Regions from separate parts of the Nomascus leucogenys genome. Here region 1 is linked to region 2. The links are chromatin contacts, called in public Hi-C maps. All regions are on one chromosome and are shown on one strand. Each heading gives the region's core, a stretch centred on a gene start, on an enhancer-like site or on the middle of the called end of the contact. The rest is flanking DNA. Distances are from core to core; before and after follow the strand shown.

Region 1 (6,328 bases), core at 398-2,897, 140 kb before region 2:
TTAAAAACTTATATGTAACTGCTGCTCATCAGAGTGGATAGTCACAGAAATTTGAATCTATGGTCCCAGTTGGCCATCCTCAAGCTTTAGGCTTGGATAGACTCTGTACTTAATCATATTTTGTGAATCTTATTACTTTAAGTTGACAGTAGGTAGCGGGTAGGGGGATGGACAAATGGATGGGTGAGGTTCTTGAGCCGGATCTGTGGAAAGCAGCCTTGTTAATTCTGAATAACAGTTTTTCAAGAAGCCATTATTATAATTACATCCATTTCATATGTTAAAAAAAGGAAGGGTCTGATGGCAGGGACAGGTCTTGAGTCCATGACTCCACTGGATTGTCCCCCATGATCCCCTTTTCACCTTTGAGTTCCAAGGTTGTCACAATGTGGTGGTCTGGAGTCATGCAGTACCAGAGAAAAGCTCACGATGGGGCTGAGTTCATTACAGAAGACTTCTTGGAGACAAGTGGTAGGATCAACATCTGTCAGACAGGAGGGCCTACCTCACCCAGGCTTCATGAAACCCAGAGAGAGAGAAGGATTTGAGAGGAGCTGCAGAACAAGTCAGCTGGGAAGCTGGAGCAGGACCCCAGAGCCCCTGGGCACTGTTAGGATTGTGCATAGGTGAGGATTCCATGGTGACAATGGCCCTGCTGGGGGCATCTGGCTAATGGAGTCCTGGGTTCAAGGCCTGCCCCTGCCTCCAGAGCCTTCCTCTTGTGGCCTATAAAATGGCTGTAATAATAATGGCTCACCCGGGGATGCCATGAGCAGGAATGGGAGTGTCTGTGTGGCCGGGGAGGGGAGAGGAGGTAGGTAGTGACAGCTGAGGCTGCTCCCAGGGCAGTCAGGCCGTCTTCAGCTCAAGGTTCACAGGCCCTTTCTGTGGACTGCAGATTGAGTAAACCTGAGATGTCTGTGTGGCTTTCTGAGCTACACAGGGCTGTTTATTAAGAGGGAGAGTTTGTACCTCTGTTAACTAAAAGGCAGACTGTCTTCCAGCCCAATGGCAGTGTAGTGGATCGGCCATGGTGGACACGGTCAAGGACATCTGGGTACCAGCCTGGGCTCCCAACCTCTCACTCCTAAACCCACCTTTTCTGCAGCTCAACTGATGGCTTTGGCTCGCCTTTGCCCTTCCTTGGGTCTCAGACTCCCGCTCTGAACTTTCGATCGACCGCTTAGACGCCCTCTGGGGCACCTTTGGTTTCCAGGTTGTAACCCGCCAACGGCCCCCTCCTCGGCCGTTATGCCTGGGCTGGCTCCCCCAACTGCCGCGCGGCGAACCCCGTCGCCATCGTCCCTACCTGCACGTGCACCGCTGCGTCCAGCGCCAGGCCCACCGGGTGGCCGCGGTGCGCGCCCAGCACCGGGCAAAGCGCGCACACGCAGCGGCGGCAGCGGCTACAGAAGAGCTCAGCCACGCGGTCGCCATGCTCCGGGCAGCGCCAGCCGCCTCCCTCGACAAGCTCCGACTCCCCAGGGGTCCGGCTCCTGGCCGCCGCGCCCGCCATTCATCTCCGCCACCTCCGGCTCCCCGGGGCGCCGGGCGGGGCCCCCGAGGGAAAACGAAACCTAGGCCGTGGGCGGGGCAGCTCCAGGCCGGCCGGCCGGCCGCTAGGTGGATGACGGCCCTCGGGAGCAGCGTCGGGCCTCGGAGCATCCTCTGACCAGCAGGGTGCTCCCTCTGCCCGCCCAGGCCGGGAGGTGGACCCAGCAGAAATAGGAGGCTCCTAATGAGCCAGCTGGGAGAGGGTGGGCTTCCTGCTTAATGACGCTGGTCCAATAACGCCCAGAAAACTGCAGCCCTGATGATGGGACCAAAGTTGGCTGTGACTTTCGGGGGTGCTCCTCTCACTTTACCTTGTTCCTCTCTTGCTCTTTTCCCGGGGAAGATAACCATTCCCACAACTGTAAGATACTTTGTCAACCTCAAATAAGGACACAGAGATTCTCCAATTGAGTTTATCTCTGACTGAGCAGAAGGATTGCAATTCGGGAATAAATGTGCCATGGCACCCAAGGGGTGGGGGCGCGGAGTACTCAGGGAGGCAAAGGAAAGCAGAGGCTTTTAAAGGCAAAACGAGAAGGATTGCATACCTTTTGGTGTTGTTTGTTTTCTTTTTTTTTTTTTTTTTTGGAGACGGAGTCTCGCTCTGTAGCCCAGGCTGCAGTGCAGTGGCGCGATCTTTGCTCACTGCAAGCGCCGCCTCCTGGGTTCACGCCACACTCCTGCCTCAGCCTCCTGAGTAGCTGGAACTACAGGCGCCCGCCACCATGCCCGGCTAATTTTTTGTATTTTTAGTAGAAAAGGGGTTTCACCGTGTTAGCCAGGATGGTCTCGATCTTCTGACCTCGTGATCTGCCCGCCTCGGCCTCCCAAAGTGCTGGGATTACAGGCGTGATCCAGCGTGCCCGGCCAGATCGTTTTAAAATAATAATACTTGGTTACAAGAATACAGGTGGCTTCAGTCCAAAAGTTGAACAGGCAGTTGCTGGGTAGATGTCCTCATATCATGGCTTTTGTGCAAGGTTGTGGTTCTTTGTGCAAGGTTGCAGTTTGGTGGAATCTCTTGCAATAATAGTTCCTGTTACCAGCCAAATCGTCGATGAGGGTCCCCCACTTCATGGTCTCCCAGCACCATTTAGTTTGTTTGAGACAGGGTCTGGCTCTGTTGCCCAGGCTGGAGTGCAATAGTGCGATCATAGCTCACTGCAGCCTCTAACTCTTGGGCTCAAGTGATCTTCCCACCTCATTCTCTGGAGTCGCTGGGACTACAGGAGCACCATTCAGTTTGGTTTTGACGTAAGTGACTCTTTTGGTACTGACAACTTTCACACACACACCGCCACCCCAAATTCCAATTGCCCCCCAGGCTCAAGTCTCGACTCCCACTTGTAAAGCCCTTAGCTCTTTCTTAAGATCCTTGGTCCCCGCCCTGCCTATGCTCCACACTGTGCTTTTTCAAGACTGGGGGACGTGCACTTTACCCTGCTTGGAACATTCTTCTTCCCAAATGCCCTTTGCCCTGAGTATTCCAACTTATCCTGCAGGTTTCTACCTTACTATCTTTTCCTCCAGGAAGCCTTCCCTGCTTCTCCTTCCAGAACAGCCTACACTTTCCCTATCCTGGCCCTCCCCATTCCCCCAGCCATGACTGAAAACTGGAGAGGGCAAAGACTGTCTGTTCTGCCTGTTTTCCAGCTTGGTGTCTGACTCCAACAGTAGACAGTTAATTGGTATTTGTGGAACGAATCAAGAAAAGGAAAGCTCCTTGTAGTAAAGTGGCCAGATGTTTATTATTTTGTTATATTATTTCCATTGCACATTCCACATCTATTTATTTTCACTTTTATTTATTATTATTATTTTTCACAAAGGTACAAGGAATTTCAGAAACAACATTAAAACAATCATTCAAACTGTTTCAGGCACGGTTTCAATTAAAAGCATAGATTTGATTTCTGACTTCCTGTTTCCCTCTATGATACAATCTCAAGTTTTGTTCCAGGAAGCACAATTATTGTAGCGTTAAGGTGGATACCCGCCAAAGCTCATCTCCTAGTGCTGTCCTCATTCTCAGAAAGTTCCTGAGTCAACAGAAAGGGGACGCCCAGGGTATGGAATAAGGAGATGAGGGCATGCTCTGCCAACTGGCTGGGACCTGAATGTGCTAGGCAAGTTCCATTACATCAGCTCAAGAACATAAACAAAAACGTAATTTAAAAAACAGATGGTTTAAAAAAATATCTGATAAAAATTACCTATCCCTCTCCCTTGCTGTGAAATAATTTAAATAATTTATTCTAGATGTAAAAATAATAATAAAAAAAAGTTTGTTCAAAGACACCTGTGTCCTGTTTGTAAGTGTGCAGTCTGGGTCCCTTGGGGTGGAGGGGGCTGGCCAAGGAATGGCGCTGTGCAGAGGCATACCGGGAAGCTCTCTGAATGCGACTCCACCTCTACCGCTTGGCAGTCAGTGACCTTGGCATGATGTTTCTTCATTTCTCTGAGGCTAGGTCTTTGATTCTGAACTTGGGGACTGTAATGCCTGCCTGACCTGTGTTAGAATAGCATGTGTCACTGAGTGGAGGTGGGAGGAGTTTGTAAACTGTGAAGTGCTAGCCACACAGGTGGGAAAGGTAAGCCTATCCTGTAGAGCTCTCCTGCCCTGACAATGCCTGGGATTTGGCCTTCTGTTCTGGAGCACACTAAGGCAATCTTGGCTAGTGCATCATACGGGAGTGAGCCCCAGTGACTGAGTAAATGGAGAATAAGACAAGGAACATGAGCATCTGGCCTGTGCAGACAGACAAGCAGAATAAACCACAGCTGGGGAAGGGGCAAACAGGGGCACTGAACCCCCATTGTGCTGCAGCTGCGGTTCCCAGAGATGTTGAGGGAGGGCTTGGGACAACACTTCTGGACTTTTAATAAGCCACCAGCCAGGACTTAAGAGATCTGGGTTGAGTCCCAGCTCCTGTCTGGAGCTTGCTGTCCTCTTCATCTTTATTGCAAATAGGTACACATGCAGTCTTCCATCCTCACTGTACTGCAGATCACCTGTGGAGCTTATATGAACATACAGGCCCTACTCTGGAGATTCAGCTTCAGTTGGTCTGGAATGTGGCCTGGGCATCTGTATTTCCTGCACGCTCCCAAAGGGATTCTAATGTACACAGCTTGGGTTGAAACCTACCAGGATAGGTGGCCTCCTGCAGTCTCCACCTCAGCTCCAGAATCGAATCGCCCTGTGCAATGATCATCTGCCCCTCCTTGGTAAGGAGGGACCAATTTCACTTCTAATCATTCCCAGTCTCTTGATGGACTATTGTATTGACCACTGAACTTTAGAGTAGGGCTCGGAACACAGATTCACTAAGGAGGGACAAAGAAAAGCTTTCAGGCTAGAAGGGAACTTTGGGACCATCTGGTCCTACTTCTTTACCTCATATAGTCATTTCAGAAGACCTCCTGGTTAGGTGGCCAGAGGCTCTGCTGGCATGTCTCCAGTGATGGGGGCCCCCTACCTCCTGGGGGACTCTTCTGTTAACTAGGGCTGAAATCTGCCCATGTCATCCTGCAGGAGGCGGGCTGTGTACCTGAGGGCCTTGGTGGTGGCAGTCAGCAGTCATGGGCACAGCTCTGAAGTGTGCGTCCCTCCATAAGGGACAGCATCTACCCACATCAGTCCGATTCTGGTTGGAAAGGTTGGGTTTTGACCTCCTGCTTGTGTTGTAGAATTGGGTTGAATGCACCTGGCCCCTTGCCAGTGTCTGTTAGTTTCTGCAGCAAACCCAGATCACCCCACAGGTAGTTTTCCCTTAGGTGAAGGTTTCAGGTGGCAGATCCTGCAGAGAGCAGCTTGTTCCAGGGTACCCCTTATTCAGATGAAGAAACAGACCAGAGAGGGCAGGACTTGCAAGAGGTCACTGAGTAAGCTGGGGCACAGCTGAGGCCAAAAGCAACAGATTTCTACTCCAGGGCTGAGAACTGCATCAGACCCAAAACAGCAAAAAGACAGACCCAGAAAAGCAGGATCTCAGCCCAGCCCTGCCATGAAACAAATATCACTTGCCTCTCTCTAGGCCTTAGTTTCCCCACCTGTAAAACGAGGAACTTGGGTCAAATCACTAGTTTTCAAATGTCTAAAAAAATTTTTTTTACTAGCAGAATTGTTTTTCATAGTAGCCCAACATATAAAATAGAAGGGAGCTGTCTGATTGGAACACAGTGTGGGGAAGGGAGACACAGCCTTCTTGCTTAGTCTTCCCCTCTATTCTCTCTCTTTTTTTTTTTTTTTTTTTTTTTTTTGGAGACGGAGTCTCGCTCTGTCACCCAGGCTGTAGTACAGTCCGCAATCTCAGCTCACTGCACCCTCCACCTCCCAGGTTCAAGCAATTTCTCCTATTTCAGCCTCCTGAATAGCTGGGATTACAGACGCTCACCACCATGGCTGGCTAATTTTTTTTTTTTTTTTTTTGAGATGGAGTCTCACTCTGTCACCGAGGCTGGAGTGAAGTGGCGTGATCTTGGTTCACTGCAACCTCCGCCTCCCAGGCTCAAGTGATTCTCCTGCCTCAGCCTCCCAAGTAGCTGAGATTACAGGCACGCACCACCACGCCTGGTTAATTTTTGTATTTTTAGTAGAGACGGGGTTTCACCATGTTGGCCAGGCTGGTCTTGAACTCCTGACCTCAGAAGATCCACCCAGCTCGGCCTCCCAAAGTGCTGGGATTATAGGCGTGAGCTACCACCCCGGCCGGATTTTTGTATTTTTAGTAGAGACGGGGTTTCACCATGTTGGCCAGGCTGGTTTCTTTCT
Region 2 (7,243 bases), core at 521-3,020:
ATCTAGGCTGATCAGTGAAACCTAAGTGTTTATTTTCCTAATCCCTGCCAGTCTCTTCTCAGCATTCACTGACCTCGGCCAAAACATCAAGAAACGGGAATCAGAATCCTGGCCTTGAGAGAGGATTTCAAAGACCATATTTTGACTTACTTAGGTCCCAGGTGAGAAAGTTAAGGTAACTGCACTGTCAGGCACACCCAAAAGTAAAAGTTTTTATTCAGCACTGAGAGGTAGAAAGACTATGGGATTCCGAGCTACCCTACTCTCTAGACGCATGGATCTCGGGCCAGTCCTTTCATCTCCCTCTAAGTTTCTTGATCCGTAAAATGGGTCTGTCTTCCCTGCCTTTTGGGAACCCAATGAGGAAATGGGTGGGAATGCACTTTGCAAAGCACAAAGTTCTTGGAACACGTCGGTGACGACAGTTCCAGTCAATTTACTGTGTCCACCTCACACTCGCGCCCAGCCTTGCCCTGCGAAAAGGGGACCTCACGCCGCTGGAAAGGAGAAAGTCGTTCCAGGAATTTACCTTCAGGGTAATAACCCGGCTGGGAGTCTTGATTTCGAAGATCCCCTCCTCAGCGTCCGCCTTGCAGTCAAACACTGCACTGGAGAGGTCGATGCTGTCCAAGGGATTAGCATCCTGCGCGGTCCGCGAGTAATACAGCTGACATTTCCTTTCGTCGTAGAAGAACCAGCGGGATTTCCAGCCCCGGATGGGCCCTTTGCCGCCGAACTTACTTAAATACCCACAGAGTTTCTTGGGGACCGCCTCCAGGGACCGGGCGCAGTCCCCCGATTCTTCCTCCGGAGGCGGCACCTGTGGATCCCTGGCAGACTCTTCGGACCCAGGGGCAGAGGAGCTGGACTCCGGGGCGTTCTCCCCGGCGCCCTCCATCGCTGCCAGCCGGAGATCGCGGAGGGACGAGGGGTCCCCGGGACCACCACGGACAAATCTCGGAGACTCGGCGGGCAGCTTCCCAAAGGGAGACACCTGGGCGAGGGCGGGGCCGACGGCGGACCCGCCCCCAGGAAGCCACAGGGTCGGGACTGGGCGCGGTGCGCGCGCCTCAAAGACCGCAAACCCGGGTTACAGCGGCTGGCCACGCCCCTCCACCGCCGGGCCACGCCCCCGCAGCGCTCAGTCGGCTCCCCGCAAGACCCGGCTGTTTCCGGCTTTTTCTCCGCGCCAGTCAGCCATCTTTACTGAGGGCAGCCGTGCTCCCTGGCTTCAGGTTAAAGGCGTGGTGGCACTGAGTTAGGTTAACCGCGGGCAGAGAAGCCTGTCCCTGGCTACACTTCCCTGGTAGTTCGCATAGTCACCTAGAAAGATGGTGCTTTATTGCACCCGATGGGCTGCTTGTTCCCTCCCTGTGCCGCGCGGGGCACCGTCGGACGGCGCATCTCACGGCCATTGGCTGAAAGGAACACCGCTGGGAGGCCCTTCTTCCGGCGTCGCCCGGACAGCGCGGCTCCGGAGCTGCCTGCCACTCTTCTCCCTGGTGTCCCTTCAGCCCCGTCAATGACGCCGCGGACGGCCTTCTTATCCCTCGCCTGACCGCGGTGGCCTCCCCAGCTCTCTGTCCTGGCTCCTGTTCGCCTCCTGACAGCGCTGGTTGTGTTGCTTGGGGCGCCCAGGCGCGGCCGCTGCGGAAACACAGTGCCACTCCTGGGGCGTAGTTGGGTGCAGAACATTTGTTTATTTTTATTTTGTTATTGCTATTATTATTTTTAGAGACGGTCTGGCTCTGTCACCCAGGCTGGAGTGCAGTGGCGCGATCAGAGCTCACTGCAGTCTCCGCCTCCCGGGCTCAAGCCATCCTCCCGCCTCAGTCTCCCGAGTAGCTGAGACCGCAACTGCGCGCCACCACACCCGGCTAATTTTTAAATTGTTTTTTGCAGAGAGGGGGGTCTTGAACTCCTGGCCTCAAGCGATTCTCCTGCCTTGGCCTCCTAAAGTGCTGGAATTACAGGCGAGAGCCACCGCGCCAGGCTGTTTTGTAAATAAAAGAATTTGGGGTTTGACTAATTTGCTCAACTTCTGCCTCATTTTACCTGTTTCCCCTTAAACTTCTCCCCTTCCCTCCTAAGGCGCGTTTCTCCATTAGGGCGGCGGAGCCCAATTCCGTTCAGCTTTCTTTAGGAGCTTCTTTCCGCATTTCTCTTGCTCTTTTTTTCAGCCCTTCCTCTTACTTCATCGTCTCCCCCTCAGCCATCGTTAACGAGACCCTCATGCACACTCAGTGACATTGACAAGAAGCAGGGTGGGGGTAAAGGCGAGGGCTCCGGAGTCTATTTGCATAATTTTCAGATTCCCACTCTGCAATACTGAGTGATTTACTCAACCTAAAAATGGAGATAACACTTCTTCCCACCCACCCACGACCCGCCACCAGACAACTTTACGGTGAAGCTAATGAAATTTATGTTTACTTGCATGGATTGCTGGGATTTGCAGTCTAACAGGTGGGAAGTTGCAACCAGGGAGCATTTCTCCTAAATGCCAGAGAGCTCTTCATTTGTTATAATTTACAATTTATTTTCTCATTCTAAATAACCATCATCATACCTAATTTTGTGTTCATAATTTTGTAATTTTTTTAAAATCAGAAGGCCCTTAATGCTGTTTAATTCCAATCCCCACAAAACCTGGATCTACACCTGTCTACCCTTAGAGTTGTTTTGATAATTAAATAAAATAATATGTGTGAAGCTCTTAGTACAGAATGTGGGACAAAATATTTCTTTTCTTTTCGAGACAGAGATTCGCTCTTGTTGGGCAGGCTGGAGTACAATGGCGCGATCTCGGCTCACCGTAACCTCCGCCTCCCGGATTCAAGCGATTCTCCTGCCACCGCACCCAGCCAGTTTCTTTTCTATTTTTTAAATTTTATTTTTTTGATACAGAGTCTCGCTCTGTCGCCCGAGCTGGAGTGCAGTGGCATGCTTTCCAATCCCCATTCTGCCTCAGCCTCCCGAGTAGCTGGGATTACATACAGGCGTCACCATACCCAGCTAATTTTTGTATTTTTAGTAGAGACGGGGTTTCACCATGTTGGCTAGGATGGTCTGGATCTCCTGACCTTGTGATCCACCCGCCTTGGCCTCCCAAAGTGCTGGGGTTACAGGCATGAGCCACAGTGCCTGGCCCCATTCCTGATTTTTAAAACCTCTTAATAAAACAAACAGCATACATTATTTGTTCTAGGTTTTCTAGCTAGGCAATGATAAATATTTGAAAGAATAATTATAATTACAAATATATTACGTATATCAGAAAAACTCAAGTGGTGGCCTGTTTTAAAAAACTGTGCATATGTGTATCGATGTCTCCAGCAGCAAACAAATGGAAAATATAATGGACAACATCCCTTACATAAATGACTTACATAATGAATACCATATTGCTTTATAGTAGGATAGAAGACAAAACAAATATGCCCCTGAGTGGGAAGAGTTAATATTGTAAAGATGCCACATTCCTCAAATTAATCCATACAGTTAATACGTTTTCAATCAAACTCTCAATAGCTTTTTTTTTTTTTTTTTTTTTGAGACAGAGTCTTGCTCTGTCACCCAGGCTGGAGTGCACTGGAGCGATATTGGCTCACTGCAACCTCTGCCTCCTGGGTTTAAGCTATTCTCCTGCCTCAGCCTCCCTAGTAGCTGGGACTACAGGCGGGCCACCATGCTCGGCTAATTTTTGTATTTTCAGTAGAGATGGTTTCACCATGTTGACCAGGCTGGTCTTGAACTCCTGACCTCAAGTGATCCACTCACTTCGGCCTCCCAAAGTGCTAGGATCACAGGTGTGAGCCACCATGCCTGGCCTCGATAGGCTTTAAAAAAACTTTTTATTTTTGAATAGTTTTAGAAAAAGTTACAAAGACAATGGGAGAATTTCTGTAGACCCTGCACCCAGTTTCCCCTAATGTTAACATTTTGCTTAATCCTGGTATGTTTGGCAGAAATAAACATCTAACACTGGTACAAAACTATTGACAAGGCCAGGTGCAGTGGCTCACGCCTGTAATCCCAGCACTTTGGGAGGCCGAGGCAGGTGGATCACGAGGTTAGGAAATTGAGACCATCCTGGCTAACACGGTGAAACCCCGTCTCTACTAAATATACAAAAAAATTAGCCGGGCGTAGTGGCGGGGCATCTATATTCCCAGCTACTTGGGAGGCTGAGGCAGGAGAATGGTGTGAACCCCGGGGCGGAGCTTGCAGTGAGCCGAGATCACGCCACTGCACTCCAGCCTGGGCAACAGAGCGAGACTCCCTCTCAAAAAAAAAAAAAAAAAAACTACTGACAAAACTACAGTCTTTATTTGGATTTTGTCTGTTTTCTACTAATAGCCTTTTTCTGTTCCAAGATCCCATTCAAGATTCCATAATTAGTCATCATGTTCCCTTAGTCTCCTCTGCATTGTGACATATTTCTGTTTTTCCTTGTTTTTCATGGTCCTGACAGTTTGAAGAATACTAGTCAGGTGTTTTGTAGAATACTATCACTTTGGGTTTGTCTCATGATTTCACTGAGGTTATGTTTTGGGGGAGACTACCACAGAGGTGAGGTGCCCGTCTCATCACAACATCAGAGTACATGATATCTGCATGGTTCCTATACTGTTAAATTGTGTAGTTTAAATTTTCTCATTTTATTTTATTTATTTTTTTGAGACAGAGTCTTGCTTTCTCGCCCAGGCTAGAGTGCAGTGACACAATCTCGGCTCACTGTAGCCTCCGCCTCCCGGGTTCAAGCGGTTCTCCTGCCTCAGCTTCCCAAGTAGCTGGGATTACAGGTGTTCACCACCACACCCGGCTAATTTTTTGTATTTTTAGTAGAGACAGGGTTTCACCATGTTGGCCAGGTTGGTCTCGAACTCCTGACCTCAGTTGATCCACCCACCTCGGCCTCCCAAAGTGTTGGGATTACAGGCATCAGCCACCGTGCCAGGCCTAAATTTTCTCATTTTAAAAGGATGTTAAGGCCGGGTGTGGTGGTTTTAATAACAAGAAAAGTTAATCACTTGGATAAGGTAGGGTCTGCCAGATTTCTCTGCTATAAAGCTGCTCCTTTTCATTTCAACACACTGTTCTTTGGAATTGGGTTGCTAAATTCAGTCCCCCCTTATCGGTAGCTCCACCTCCTGGAGGGGTTGATAGGAATTTTTGCAGCCTATTAAAATGATTCTTACATACTCTTTTTTTCCTTCCTGTCTTTCCCCCTTCCCTTTCTTTTCCTTTTTTTTTTTTTTTTTTTGAGACAGGGTCTGGCTCTGTTGCCCAGGCAGGCTGAAGTGTAGTGATGCAATCATCACAGCTCACTGCAACCTTGACCTCCTGAACCCAAGCAGTCCTCCCACCTCAGCCTCCTGAGTAGCCAGGACTACAGGCACATGCCACCTCATCCGGCTAATTAAAAAAAAAAAAAAATTTTTTTTTTTTTGTAGAGATGGCAGTCTCACTATGTTGCCCAGGCTGGTCTCAAACTCCTGGGCTTATGTGATCCTCCTGCCTCAACCTCCCAAAGTGTTGGGATTACAGGCCTGAGCCACTGTGCCCAGCTTTAAGTTTTACTTTTTCAAAAGTAAACAAGTGAGAGTAGCCAACATTTTGGAGAAAAAGGACAACTAGAAAGGATTTAACCTACCAGACATTTACATTTAGTAATTCGGCCAACAAGTATTGAGTAAGCACCTTCCATCAGTCACCATTTAAAATGTTAGGGATAGAGTCATGAGTGGGACAAGGTCACAGCTCACATTGAGCTTTCATTCTAGTCAAAGGAGGTAGGTAATAGGTAGTTAAAGAAGTAAATGAACACAGTAACCCCCAGAGTCTCCTAAGTGCTAGAAAGAAAGTGAATAGAATTACAGGAGCAACAGAATTCAGTGTTTTTGGCACATGGACAGGCACATCAATAGAGCCAAGTACAAAGCTCTGAAAAACAAAAATGTACATATTCAGTTAAGTTTATATATTAATCTTATAGCATCTGTCTTAGTCTATTCAGCTTGCTGTAACAAAACACCTTAGGCTGGGTATTCTATAAGCAACAGAAACCTCTGCTCACAGTTCTGGAGGCTGGGAAGTCTAAGGTCCAGGTGCCAGCAGATTCAGTGTCTGGTGAGGGCTGCTCTCTGCTTCAAAGATGGTGCCTACTTGCTGCCTCCTCACACAGTGGAAGGGGCAAACAGACTCCCTCAAGCCTCGTTTACTAAGGCACTAATCTCATTCATCAGCACTCCACCCTCAAGGCCTAATCACCTGCTACAGACTCGACCTCTTAATACTATCACATTGGGTTTTAGGTTCCAATATATGAATTTTGAGTGGGATGCTAACATTTACACCATAGCACCATTTATCAAAATAGAGTTTAGGTAAATTAGATAATTACATATATAAAGTGAAACTGTAGGATATATGCAATGGGATATTACTCAGTCTTATAAATAATGAGATTCTGACACATGCTACAACATGGATGCAGTACCTAGAAGGCAAACTCATAGAGACAGAAAGTATAATGGAGGTTACCAGAGGCTGGGAGAGGGAGGAATGGGGAATTACTGTTTAATGGGTACAAAGTTTATTTTATTTTATTTAATTTTTTTGAGACAGGGTCTCACTCTGTCACCAGTCTGGAGTGCAGTGGCATGATCATGGCTCACCACAGCCTTGACCTCCCAGGCTCAGGTGATCCTCCCACTTCAGCCTCCTGAGTAGCTAGGACTACAGGCACCTGCCACCACGCCTGGCTAAATTTTGTATTTTTAGTAGAGATAGGGTTTTGCCATGTTGCCCATGCTGGTCTGGAACTCCTGGGCTCAAGTGATCCTCCAGCCTCACCCTCCCAAAGTGCTGGGATTACAGATATGAGCCACTGTGCCCAGCCAGTTTCTTTTCTTTCTTTTTTTTTTGATACAGAGTCTCACTCTGTTGCCCAGGCTGGAGTGCAGTGGCATGATCTCGGCTCGCTGCAACCTTTGCCTCCCGGGTTCAAGCAATTCTCTTGCCTCACCCTCCCAAGTAGCTTGGATTACAGGCACCTGCCACCACACCTGGCTAATTGTTGTATTTTTAGTAGAGACAAGGTTTCACTATGTTAGCAAGGCTGGTCTCAAACTCCAGACCTCAAGTGATCCACCCACCTTGGCCTCCCAAAGTGCTGGGATTACAGGTGTGAGCCATCATCCCTGGTCCAGAGTTTCTTTTTCTTTTTTCTTTTTTTTTA

Evidence for each region. Hi-C and Micro-C count contacts between places; a contact is called where the count stands out from the background.
Region 1: a Hi-C map of a lymphoblastoid cell line shows a contact between it and region 2, with 3 times the contacts expected there. The contact joins the promoter of TRIM14 here to the promoter of TBC1D2 in region 2. A contact is called at or near these places in 2 of 4 Hi-C or Micro-C datasets (a lymphoblastoid cell line and an unstated tissue).

The regions. Positions count from the first base shown.
Region 1 is chr1a:36,415,249-36,421,576 of Asia_NLE_v1, reverse strand. It overlaps TRIM14 (tripartite motif-containing protein 14), which reads right to left and starts at 1,647. Exons shown (of 6, transcript XM_030795620.1): 1 at 1,310-1,647. The coding sequence starts at 1,516. It overlaps CORO2A (coronin-2A), which reads right to left. Exons shown (of 12, transcript XM_003260545.4): 12 at 3,278-6,328.
Region 2 is chr1a:36,277,127-36,284,369 of Asia_NLE_v1, reverse strand. TBC1D2 (TBC1 domain family member 2A) reads right to left here and starts at 1,770. Exons shown (of 12, transcript XM_004087009.3): 1 at 530-1,770.